2 separate regions of the Mus musculus genome follow, and region 1 is linked to region 2. The links are chromatin contacts, called in public Hi-C maps. All regions are on one chromosome and are shown on one strand. The core of a region is the stretch at or near the end of the contact, and the rest is flanking DNA. Distances in the headings are between cores, read along the strand shown. Region 1 has its middle 41 kb from the start of Txn2. Region 2 overlaps Myh9 (myosin, heavy polypeptide 9, non-muscle).

Region 1 (5,354 bases), core at 919-3,418, 120 kb before region 2:
ACACACACACACTCTCATGTTCTTTTCATGGTGAGGTCTGAGCTCAGTGTCCCAGGCTCCGTGAGACTCCATCCCTCCTAGTTTTTTTTTTTTTTTTTTGTTTGTTTGTTTTTTTTTCAGAGATCCTCTTACTCAGAGATATCTCCAGGGCCTGCAGTGTTTGAGCCACAAAGCAGCTGGGTAGGAGGTTGTGAGGCCTAGAGTAGAGAGAGAAGCTGACCAAGGCTACACAGGTAAGAAGCTGGCACATAGGCAACAACCCAGTCAGAATTTGTGCTCTCTCAACACGAACCAGGATCCACCTCCCATCCCACTGCCACCTGGATACAGGTCCCAGAGCCAGCTGCTGCAGAGGCAGCCCCACCCAGGCGTTCCCAGGGCTCAGCTCAAGCCGGGGATCACTCCTTCCTCACTGAGCTGTGTAGCTTGGGGCAGGGCCGTGCATGCAGCTGGCAATCTTTTAGAGTGTAATAGCTAATTCACACTCAAATACAAATGACTGATAGTGACTGAGAGTGAGGGTTACCTATTCCTTTTAAGACATGTTCCTGGGAAACAGGAAGGAAGAGAGCTGGTGGTAGGATTTCAGCATCTTGTCAGGGCTGTCCAGGGCAAATGTGAATGTCTGGGGGTGGGGCAGCTGTGGACTTCTCAAGTGTTTGGCCAAATGAGATCATAGAGATGGCAAGACCTGGCTTCTGGAAGCCCTGTGTGGCTTCAGCTCAGAGTTATCAGCCTTATAGGAGGCAGTAAGGGCTATGCAGAGCCCAGAGCTGGGAGTTCAGGGTTTGGGGTCTATCTAGCTCTGCCTTTGCATTTGAAGGGCTGCACCTGACCCTGAGTCTTACATAATTCTCTGTTCCTCTCTGGGTCTGAAGCCTTACCTAGAAGGGTAAGAAGCTGCAGTGGGCATATTGCTGCATGCCTTTAATTCTAGTGCTTGGGAGGCAAAGAGTGAGTTCAAGGCCAGTCTGGTCTACATACCAAGTTCCAGGACAACCTAGATTGTGTGGAGAGATCTAATCTCAAAAAAAAAAAAAAGAAAAGAAAAGAAAGGAAAAGAAAAAAAGGAGAGAAAGAAAGAAGGAAAGAAAGAAAGGAAGGAAGGAAGGAAGGAAGGAAGATAGAAAAAAAGAAAAAGAAAAAGAAAGAAAAGGAAAAAAGATGTGGGAGCTAGGGAAATGGCTCAGTGTCAGCTCTCCCAGAGGTCCTGGGTTTGATTCCTAGAAACCACACTGTGGCCCACACCATCTGTAATATCATCTGATCGGATACCCTCTTCGGTATGCAGGTGTACACGTAGATAGATCACTCATGCACATAAAGTAAAATTTTAAAAAAGATGTGAAGCTTTGTGCTAGCTGGTGCCCTGGTGTCCTGCAGCCCTGCTTGTCTCTCAGACCCAACCCTGAGGTACATCCATTGCAGTTCTGCCGGGATACAGGGCTCTATTTCACCACGTGATCATAAGTGCTCTGCCCCAGTTTCACTTATAGCCGAGAGCTCCAGACTCCACTGTATAGCCAGAGCCCGGGAACCCTACTTTGCTCAGGAGTGCTTTTTCCTCAGGGGAGGCAGACCCTGTTAATTCAAGTCCCAGCCATCACAGAGCCGGCTAGATACTTCAAGAAGACCTCAGTGTGTAGCCGGGCGTGGTGGCACGCGCCTTTAATCCCAGCACTCGGGAGGCAGAGGCAGGTGGATTTCTGAGTTCGAGGCCAGCCTGGTCTACAGAGTGAGTTCTAGGACAGCCAGGGCTACACAGAGAAACCCTGTCTTGAAAAAAGACCTCAGTGTGAACTAGTTAGAGTATCCTTCCGATCAGCCCTTTCTCTCCAGGACCAGGACCACACTACATGTGCCTTCCAGCCTCCTTCCTCCCGCCTCCTTTGTTCATGGTGATCCCTCTACCTGGAGCTCTGTTCTGGGCTCGGCCTATGTGCCGCCCTCTCCAGGAAGCCTTCCCACATCCTCCTCCCAGCTGACAGGGGTGCGGCGAGGGGGTGCACAGCTCCCTGTCTCCTTGGTATAGTGAGCTTCCCTTTCAGACAATGAGGCTGCTGTTGTCATTGCTCCCAGCCCAGAGCCTGGCACACCCAATACGTGGGGATGGGATTCTTTTGACTGTAGTCTGTGGCCAGCAGGAAAGGGGAGATCTGCACATGGCAGACAGCTGGAGGCTAGGGTGGCTGTGACTCACCGCACCCCTGCAGATCATGGGGTGGCTACAGACTGGCTGAGTCAGGAGTCGAGTTGGCCTCCAGGAATTCTGAAAAGGATAAGACAAAACAAAACAAAACAAAACAACCCGCAGGGGTATTTGTAGAATGCAGAGGTTGGGGGAGGGGAGTCGGGTCAGGATAAAGCTGCTTGGCTATTTTATCTATCTATCTATCTATCTATCTATCTATCTATCTATCTATCTATCTATCTATCTATCTATCTATCTATCGCCTGGATGAAGTAAATATTTGCATTCCCATGGTTCAAAATTCAGGAGGTTTGAATGGGAGGTCAAGAGTAGAGCATCCTGCCGGGCGTGGTGGTGCACGCCTTTAACAAAAAACAAACAAAAACCAACCAACCAAACAAAGAGTAGAGCATCCTTCATCCCCTCTGTACCTCAGCCTCAGTCCCTCTTCAGACATAGTCTCTCTCTCTCCTTTCTGACACCAGTGAGCTTGTCATTTACACCATTCCATCATCCTTCATTGTATCCCCAACCCCCCCCAACCCCTCCCCTCCCATATCTTTGAGGGGCTGGAGAGGCTGCTCAGTGGTTAAGAGTCCTGCCTGCTCTCACAGAGGGCCCAGGTTCTGTTTCCAGCACACACACACACACACACACACACACACACACCCGCCATGGTGGCTCACACCACTTGTAACTCACTTGTTTCAGGCCTTCTGATCTCTGAGGACACTAGGCACACATACACACAACACAGACACACACATAGGCACTCACAAATACACATAAAAACAAATATGTATTTGAGAACACTGGTGTTGGGTTTCCTTGGCCTCCAAGGTTATATATGAAACTCACTCCCCAGTGTGTGACCATTGGGACTGATGCCCTATACAAGAGTCTGAGGGGGCAGGCGAGCCCCTGACCCCTTCTGCTGTGTGTGGAGGAACCCTGTGTGCAGAGGAGGCCTTATCAGAGAGTCTGAGGGGGCAGGCAAGCCCCTGACCCCTTCTGCTGTGTGTGGAGGAACCCTGTGTGCAGAGAAGGCCTTATCAGATGCAGAACCTCCTGCAGCCACATCTTACCACCTCCAGGATGGTAACCAGCTTTGGTTTATAAATGACTCAGTCTCAAAGATAGCACTGTGGCAGCCTAAACAGATGGCCAGAGAGTGTGGAACTTACAGAAAGAATGAGTTCTCATTGTGTTCAGGGTTGCCAGATAGAATACAGGGTGGGGACAGGGGCTTCAGCTCAGGGGCAGAGGGCTTGCTTGTCTAACATTGCCAAGGGCCTGGGTTACTTCCTCAGCACCAAGAAATGAATGGATGAGAGAATGAATGAATAAATAAATAAATAAATGTGGATACAGGATGCCCAGTTGCATTTGAATTAAATAAATGTCTGACAAGTAATTTTTTTTTGTATTAATTTCTGTCATGTATGAGTCAGGATAGACTTAACCCCAAGCTGAACCTCAAGTTTAACAGCATCCTGTGGTTTAATTAATCAAATGTTCCTTCCCCCTTTGTGATAGTAAGCCCCTTGCCCCTTCTCCTTTTGGCAGGGAGATGGTGACTTCAGGAAATGAGTGCCTCCATGTGGGAGGGGGACATTCCAAGCCACCTCCTCCTTTTCCTCCTCTTCCTCCTCCTCCTCTTCCTCCTCCTCCTCCTCCTTTCTCCTCCTCCTCCTCCTCCTCCTCCTCCTCCTCCTCCTCCTCCTCCTCCTTTCCCCTCCTCCTAACCCAAAGCTGAACCTCGAGTTTAACAGCTGTTTGGTTGGCTCCTCCTCCTCTGCCTCCTCCTCTTCTCTTGTTTCTTTGAGACAGGGTTCCCCTATGTAGCCCCAGCTGTCCTGGAGCACACCCTGTAGGCCAGATTTGCCCCCAAACTCAGAGATCTGCTTGCCTCTGCCCACCAAATGCTGGGATTAAAGGCCTGTGACACAATGCCCACCATTTTATTTCTTTTTGCATTTTTATATTGCTGATACACGTGTGTATGCGCGTGTGCGAGCATGTATGTGTATGTGTGTGTGTGTGTGTGTGTGTGTGTGTGTGTGTGTGAATGTGCATGCGTGCGTGTGCTCCATGTGTATGTATTCATGCACCTATGGAGTTTCCTGGCCAGGGCTCCTCAGGATGAGGCTGATTTTCAGGACCCTGGGCTAATGATTGGGCATAGTAAATAACAGCAGCCTCGCAGTTTTCCTGGGATGATCTGGCCAGTCTCATTCCCCTGAATTGGACTCTGAGACTTGGCCATAGGCCATTATCATCATTTGCCAGCCAGTTTCCTAGGGAAGTGGTAATGTTGGAATTTTAACCTACACATGCTTAGCTCAGAGCCTTCGAGCTTTTCACCACCCCTGTGGCTCACTGGATGAAGGTGGAGGAAATCCTCACTAGTTCTTCTTTTTTTTTTTTTTTTAAAGGTTTTTTTTGTTTTGTTTTTTTTAAGATTTATTTATTTATTATATGAGTACACTGTAGCTGTCTTCAGACACACCAGAAGAGGGCATCAGATCTCATTATGGATGGTTGTGAGTCACCATGTGGTTGCTGGGATTTGAACTCAGGACCTTTGGAAGAGCAGTCAGTGCTCTTATCCGCTGAGCCATATCTCCAGCCCCCACTAGTTCTTCTTTAACCTTGGTGCCCACAGTGACTCCCCAGCCCTTTCCTCCTGTGTCACCCTGCTGTTCTGGCTTCCAATCTGGTGAGCCCTCTTTCCTTGCCCCCACTGCACCATACTTAGGCATTCTGGGTCAAGTAGAAAAAGCTAAATGGAAGAACTAGAACCAGTATTAAGGCATTTACTTGCTGTGTGACTTTGGACAACTCACTTAACCTTTCTGAGTCTCAATGACTGTAGACTGACTGTATGTGTTGGTTGGAGGAACGGGAGGAGATGTTTGTGGGGCTGCTGTCATGTGTCAAGTTCCTCTGGACTCGAGTCTCTGTGGACACCAAGGTGGGTCTGGCTGACTGGGGAACTGTATCTCTGGAGTGCTGCCTCATGGGAAAGGTGTGGCTAACTGTGCTGTGAGGTTAAGTAACTGCAGCTTTGTGACTGCCAACCGGAGATGAGGCCCAGACAGGCAATGGGGCTGGAAATTATCCGGATCTGACACCAGAGAGGAATTGGTTCCAGGTTGCTATG
Region 2 (5,643 bases), core at 431-2,930:
GAGCGCCCGGCAGAAGCTGCAGCTTGAGAAGGTGACCACCGAGGCCAAGCTGAAGAAACTGGAGGAGGACCAGATCATCATGGAGGACCAGAACTGCAAACTGGCCAAGGTGGGGCCTGCTGTGCATGCAGTCATGGAGAGGGTGGGCAGAGCAGGGCCAAGACCTGCCTACCTGCCCGATCCCCCGCGGTGCCGTGGCTCTGTCCAGCAGCACAGTCCTCCCGGGCACACAGGCCCCTGGGCACCAGCACCATGTGCAGAGGACTTTTCTCATGAATGAGGAGGTTGCGGCAGGGGCTTGCCGTTTTTCCTTGGCAAAGGTCTTTACCAGCTTTTAGGATTGAGGAAACTCCAGATGGCAGCCTCTTAGTAGGGCCAGGGGTGGGGCTGCTTGTCCTTTCCCTAAACTAGTTGACACCTAGAAGTCTTTCCTACTTGACCCCAGGAAGTCTTGGATACCCACATTTGTTGTGTCTATGAACTTGGCCAACTCTTTAAGGCCCTGCCTTACCCTTGATCCATACATTTCTGGTTGAGTCTTCCTTTGGAAGAGCTAAAGTATGTACCTAGCCAGCACTGAACTCTGACATTCTTCCTCCACCTCCAGGAGAAGAAACTGCTGGAAGACAGAGTAGCTGAATTCACTACCAACCTCATGGAAGAGGAGGAGAAGTCCAAGAGCCTGGCCAAGCTCAAGAACAAGCACGAGGCAATGATCACCGACCTGGAAGGTGAGACGCTCTGGCCGTGAGCATCCTGTCCACGCAGAGCACTGAGCCCTGTGCACTCATAGGCGAGCCAGGCTCAGCCTAGGGCTAGGCCATTGCCTTAAGGCAAGGCTGTCAGGCTTCAGGGGCGCTATCTGGTTCTCCGGGAGTCAGGGCTGCAGGCTCACTGCTGCATGGCCGGACGGTTGCCTGTGTGAGGGGTGATAAGCATGAAGCTTTGATATGGCATGTGTTGGGCACAGCCATTTTAGAAGCTGTAGGACTTTTGACAGCAGTGAAGGGAAGAAGGAAGGAACCACAAACTCCAGGTGCTGTGTTGCCATGGGGACGCGCAGGCCTTGGTAGCTTCTGGGGTTCTGTTTCATCTCAGAATTGGAAGTGGGCGTGTGCATGGTGTCCCTTTAAACAGTCCATGTGTCCTACAAGTACATAGTGTTTGGTTTCATACAAGTAATTAAGGCTCCCTCCGTGTCCCTTCCTGCCCTTCCTGGCAGAGCGCCTCCGTAGGGAGGAGAAGCAGAGGCAGGAGTTGGAGAAGACCCGTCGCAAGCTGGAGGGAGACTCCACAGACCTCAGTGACCAGATTGCTGAGCTCCAGGCGCAGATAGCAGAGCTCAAGATGCAGCTGGCCAAGAAGGAGGAGGAGTTGCAGGCTGCCTTGGCCAGGTGAGGCTCTGCTCCTAGCCAGTGTCGCACGTGCAGTGGCTTCCCTCTCGTCTCATTTTTGGTGCTGAGCCATGAGCGTGCTCTCTTCTTCTGTGTCAGAGCCAAGAGCAAGACACTTCTGATCCACAGACAGTGTGTTCCAGAGTGTTTAATCTTCACAAAAGCCATCTACAGCCCATTCTCTGTAGTCCTCCCTCTCCTCATTTCCTGTAGTCCTTCCTTCCCTCCCCATTCTCTGTAGTCCTCCCTCCCCATTCTCTGTAGTCCTCCCTCCCTTCCCCTTTCACCCATTTCCTTTCCCACTTCCCCTCTATGGTCTCCTGTCCCCTGCTCCTTCCCTATTTTGTGGCTATAGGCATATATTAAAAGTCATTTTTTTCTCTTTAATTTTTTTTTTTTACGTTTACCTGTTGGGGGTGGGGGGTTGCCTAAGGATTATGTGCTGTGCTGCACATGTGGAGGTCAGAGGGCATTTTGCCTGAGTCCTCTTCTGCTATTTGTGGGTCCCAGAGATTGAGCTTAGCCCTCAGGCTTGGTTGCAAATCTGCTGAGCCATTTCAGTTCCCTGTGTACATTTCTTTTTAAATAGCAACTTTAGATTTACAGCAGAATTGAAAAGAAAGTCGAGATTTCTCATCCGTGCCCTGCCCCCACATGTACAGCCCCTCTCTTCCTCCACTTGCCACTACCATGATAGAGCGGTTTCTGCTGAGTTTAACAGATCTTAGTGATGTAAACTCATAGCACATCCACATTTTAACTTAGTTATAGTGATCATGACCTACATGTACTGTTTTATTTCTTTGTATCTTTTTGGTAAACATTTGAATTTTTATATATTTAAAAATATATTCTTAATTAAGAAAATGGAATAATTCTGTTGTTCAGTTCTCAATTGGTATTTCCCTTTAATATATATTTTTAAATTTGTATGTGTGTGGGTTTCCCCTTGGGAACTAGAAGAAGGTACCAGAGCCTCTGGAACTGGAGTTATAGACACTTGTGAGCTGCCATGTGGTTGCTGGGAATTGAACTCAGGTCCTCTGGAAGAGCAGCCAGTGCTCCACGTGGCATTGCTCTTAACCATCCTGGATGGCTTAGCTTTGCTAAGGTTGATCCTCAGGCCCCGGCTGTGACTGCCAGGTGGTGCTTTGCTGCACCTTCCCAAGGCTCATCTGCACATTCGTTCCTGTGGCCTGGTGGCCTCGTGCTGATGTCACTCATCTCTTTGGCAGAGTGGAAGAAGAAGCTGCTCAGAAGAATATGGCCCTGAAGAAGATCCGAGAACTGGAAACTCAGATCTCTGAGCTCCAGGAGGACCTGGAGTCGGAGCGAGCCTCCAGGAATAAAGCCGAGAAGCAGAAACGGGATCTGGGAGAGGAGCTGGAGGCGCTGAAGACAGAGCTGGAGGACACGCTGGACTCCACGGCTGCCCAGCAGGAGCTGAGGTGCGCCGCGGGCGGGTGGGCGGCGGGGAGGTGGTGCAGCTGGGGAGGCCTGAGTGCGTAAAGCAGGGAGCAGGCGTGCTGATGGTTCCTCAGCAGCCTCTTCACTGCGTGGAGTCCTGCTGCAGAACCTGGTGAGACAGAAGGGAGTTTAGGGCTGAAAAGGCACACGTCTGCAGCGGGCATGCTGGGTTGGACCTGAGGGTGGATAGAGGACCAAGGAGGGAATCTGCGAGTCTGGGTGTGGGGACACACACCTGTAAGCCAGCACTTGGGAGACAGAGGCGGAGGTGGAAGGGTCAGGCGTTCAGGGTCATTCTTGGCTACAGAGTGAGATTAAGGCCAGCATGGTCTACATAAGAACTTGTCTTAAAATATGAGGAGAGAGAGAGAGACAGAGCGAGGGGAGAGGGGGAAGGACAGAGATGGGGCTTGGGGAAGAGAAGCTATGTGAGTGAGTGGCTCTGTCCCTTTCAGGCCTCTGCAGCCAGAGTTGGGACAAGGGACACCATCCCCCTAGGAATGTTGCCTCCAGTCTCATGGTGTTTTCTGTCCAGGTCGAAGCGTGAGCAGGAGGTGAGCATCCTGAAGAAGACTCTGGAGGACGAGGCCAAGACCCATGAGGCCCAGATCCAGGAGATGAGGCAGAAGCACTCACAGGCTGTGGAGGAGCTGGCAGATCAGTTGGAGCAGACGAAGCGGGTACGGGAACGCTGGGGGAGGTGGGCCCAGATGGGCCTGGTTTCATCAGAACCAGAGGAGAGCAGAGCAGGTGCAATGTCAGGCTGGGCCCCCCGCTTTGTCAGAATGACATGGGCTCACAATTTCTGCTATGCCTCCGTTTTCTCTGCCAGTGAAGGATGCTGGTGGCTGGTTTGTCTTGTGATTATCTGAGGTTGAATTGATCATACCGTAAAACATCTGAAGAGTTAATGCTCCATTAACCTGACCAGGAAGCTCAAGGAACCTATGCCCCCCGCCGCGGTCTCTTCTGACTAAGAGGTCCTTTCTTACACACTCCTAGCAAAAACATTCAGCTGGCGTCTTACTGGGAAACCGTGATGTTGTCCATCCACGCAGTTGGTAGCTGGCAGCTCCTTCTAGACAAATTCTGTCTCTCTCTGGCTTCCAGCTCATGTCCCTATTGGCGGTTAGACAGTTTCCTCCATGTGGCAGTCTAGAACATTTAGAAGCACACCTCGCCCCACCTCCACCAGCGCTGTACGATCTGTTTTTTAGTGGTTTTTTACCCAGCATGCCTTTGTACTGGCTTAGGTCCCTGTGACCTGTGACCCTTGAGCTTGTTAAGCGCACTCAGTACTGTGTGGACTGGAGTGTTAGTAAGCTACACTTTCCTGGTTTTGTTTTGTTCTTTTGTTTGCTTTGTGAGAGAGGGTTTCACTATGTAACCTTGGATGTCCTGGAACCTACTACATAGACCAGGTTGGCCTTGAGCTCACAGAGATCCACCTGCCTCTGCCTCCTGAGTGCTAGGATTGAAGGTGCTTACCACCTCACCTGACACCTTCTTAGTTTTTGGAAGGATGTCATGTCATTGCTTTGAACATCACATTTCAAGTCTTGGAAGTGGTTTTCCTTGAATTGTGAATGTTGCTAAAATCCCCACAGATGAAATTTCATATACTAGAGCATCCCCTCTCAGAAAGGGAAAGCTTGCGGGATTCTGTCACCTACTCTATGACCTGAGAATAAGCGCCACCTAGGCTTTGCTCAGGCTCTGGGTCAGAGGCAGCAGTCTTTGGACCTAGAGTCCTTGCCTCTTCAGCGGCTTTAGAAAGTCCAGGCACATACCCGACACCAGATACTCACCGCACCCTTGCCTCCTCCTCCAGGTAAAAGCTACCCTTGAGAAGGCGAAGCAGACCCTGGAGAATGAGCGGGGAGAGCTGGCCAATGAGGTGAAGGCCCTGCTGCAAGGCAAGGGCGACTCAGAGCACAAGCGCAAGAAGGTGGAGGCGCAGCTGCAAGAACTGCAGGTCAAGTTCAGCGAGGGAGAGCGCGTGCGAACCGAACTGGCCGACAAGGTCACCAAGCTGCAGGTGAGCTCCTGCTGGACCCAGGTCTGGGCGTTGCTGCATCCTCGTGGGCTTCTTCATCCTGACTTCTCAGCCGGAGCCCCGTGGTTCAGCTCGTGTAGTCCAGCTCTGCAGGCCAGTTCTGAGCACCCACAGTCTCTGCATCTCTCATTCCTACCAGGTTGAACTGGACAGTGTGACCGGTCTCCTTAGCCAGTCTGACAGCAAGTCCAGCAAGCTTACGAAGGACTTCTCTGCGCTGGAGTCCCAGCTTCAGGACACACAGGTGGGGACAGTGTCAGGACCCGGAAGCCCCAGAGCCTTAGCTGGCACATGCACGCTTCTTGCTTGCAGACAGACCACCTGATAACACATCCTCTGTCGGGTTTCGGGGTGCTCCTGCACCTCCTGAGCGGCCCCTCTGCCCTCTTGAATAGGAGTTGCTCCAGGAGGAGAACCGGCAGAAGCTGAGCCTGAGCACCAAGCTCAAGCAGATGGAGGATGAGAAAAACTCCTTCAGGGAGCAGCTGGAGGAGGAGGAGGAGGCCAAGCGCAACTTGGAGAAGCAGATCGCCACGCTCCATGCCCAGGTGAGGTGCCCTCTCCCTCCTGGGGAAGCGGGTTCGAAACTGGGTTGGACCCCTGGTTCCCCTTTATGGTGCAGCAGGCTTGTTCCACATTGTCCTGGAGAAGGTGTGCCCAACCTGGGTGCCAGTGTGGGTGTTTGCATCACTTCCCTGTCCTGCCCAGGTGACCGACATGAAGAAG

The links. A called contact is a pair of places that touch in the nucleus more often than the background predicts.
Region 1: a Hi-C map of bone marrow-derived macrophages shows a contact between it and region 2, with 5 times the contacts expected there. The contact joins two enhancer-like sites. A contact is called at or near these places in 4 of 15 datasets of contacts at CTCF or cohesin (CD8 T cells, the NIH/3T3 cell line, large pre-B cells and 1 more), 53 of 484 Hi-C or Micro-C datasets (B cells, the BV-2 cell line, CD4 T cells and 33 more), 18 of 115 datasets of contacts at active chromatin or transcription factors (CD8 T cells, the HPC-7 cell line, Th17 cells and 13 more) and 4 of 9 other capture datasets (adipose tissue, embryonic stem cells, liver and 1 more).

The regions. Positions count from the first base shown.
Region 1 is chr15:77,885,240-77,890,593 of GRCm38.p6, reverse strand. No RefSeq gene overlaps it. Among named protein-coding and RNA genes, the nearest start is that of Txn2, 41 kb to the left of the region's middle. Within about 2 kb of position 2,168, at least 104 of the 459 cell types and tissues checked have an H3K27ac peak or open chromatin away from gene starts, as enhancers often do. A contact at or near this core is called in bone marrow-derived macrophages, where this site is marked.
Region 2 is chr15:77,769,023-77,774,665 of GRCm38.p6, reverse strand. Myh9 (myosin, heavy polypeptide 9, non-muscle) reads left to right here. Exons shown (of 41, transcript NM_022410.3): 23 at 1-109; 24 at 608-731; 25 at 1,223-1,394; 26 at 2,630-2,842; 27 at 3,397-3,541; 28 at 4,693-4,899; 29 at 5,057-5,161; 30 at 5,313-5,465; 31 at 5,626-5,643. Among named protein-coding and RNA genes, the nearest start is that of Apol8, 17 kb to the right of the region's middle. Within about 2 kb of position 1,680, at least 13 of the 459 cell types and tissues checked have an H3K27ac peak or open chromatin away from gene starts, as enhancers often do. A contact at or near this core is called in bone marrow-derived macrophages, where this site is marked.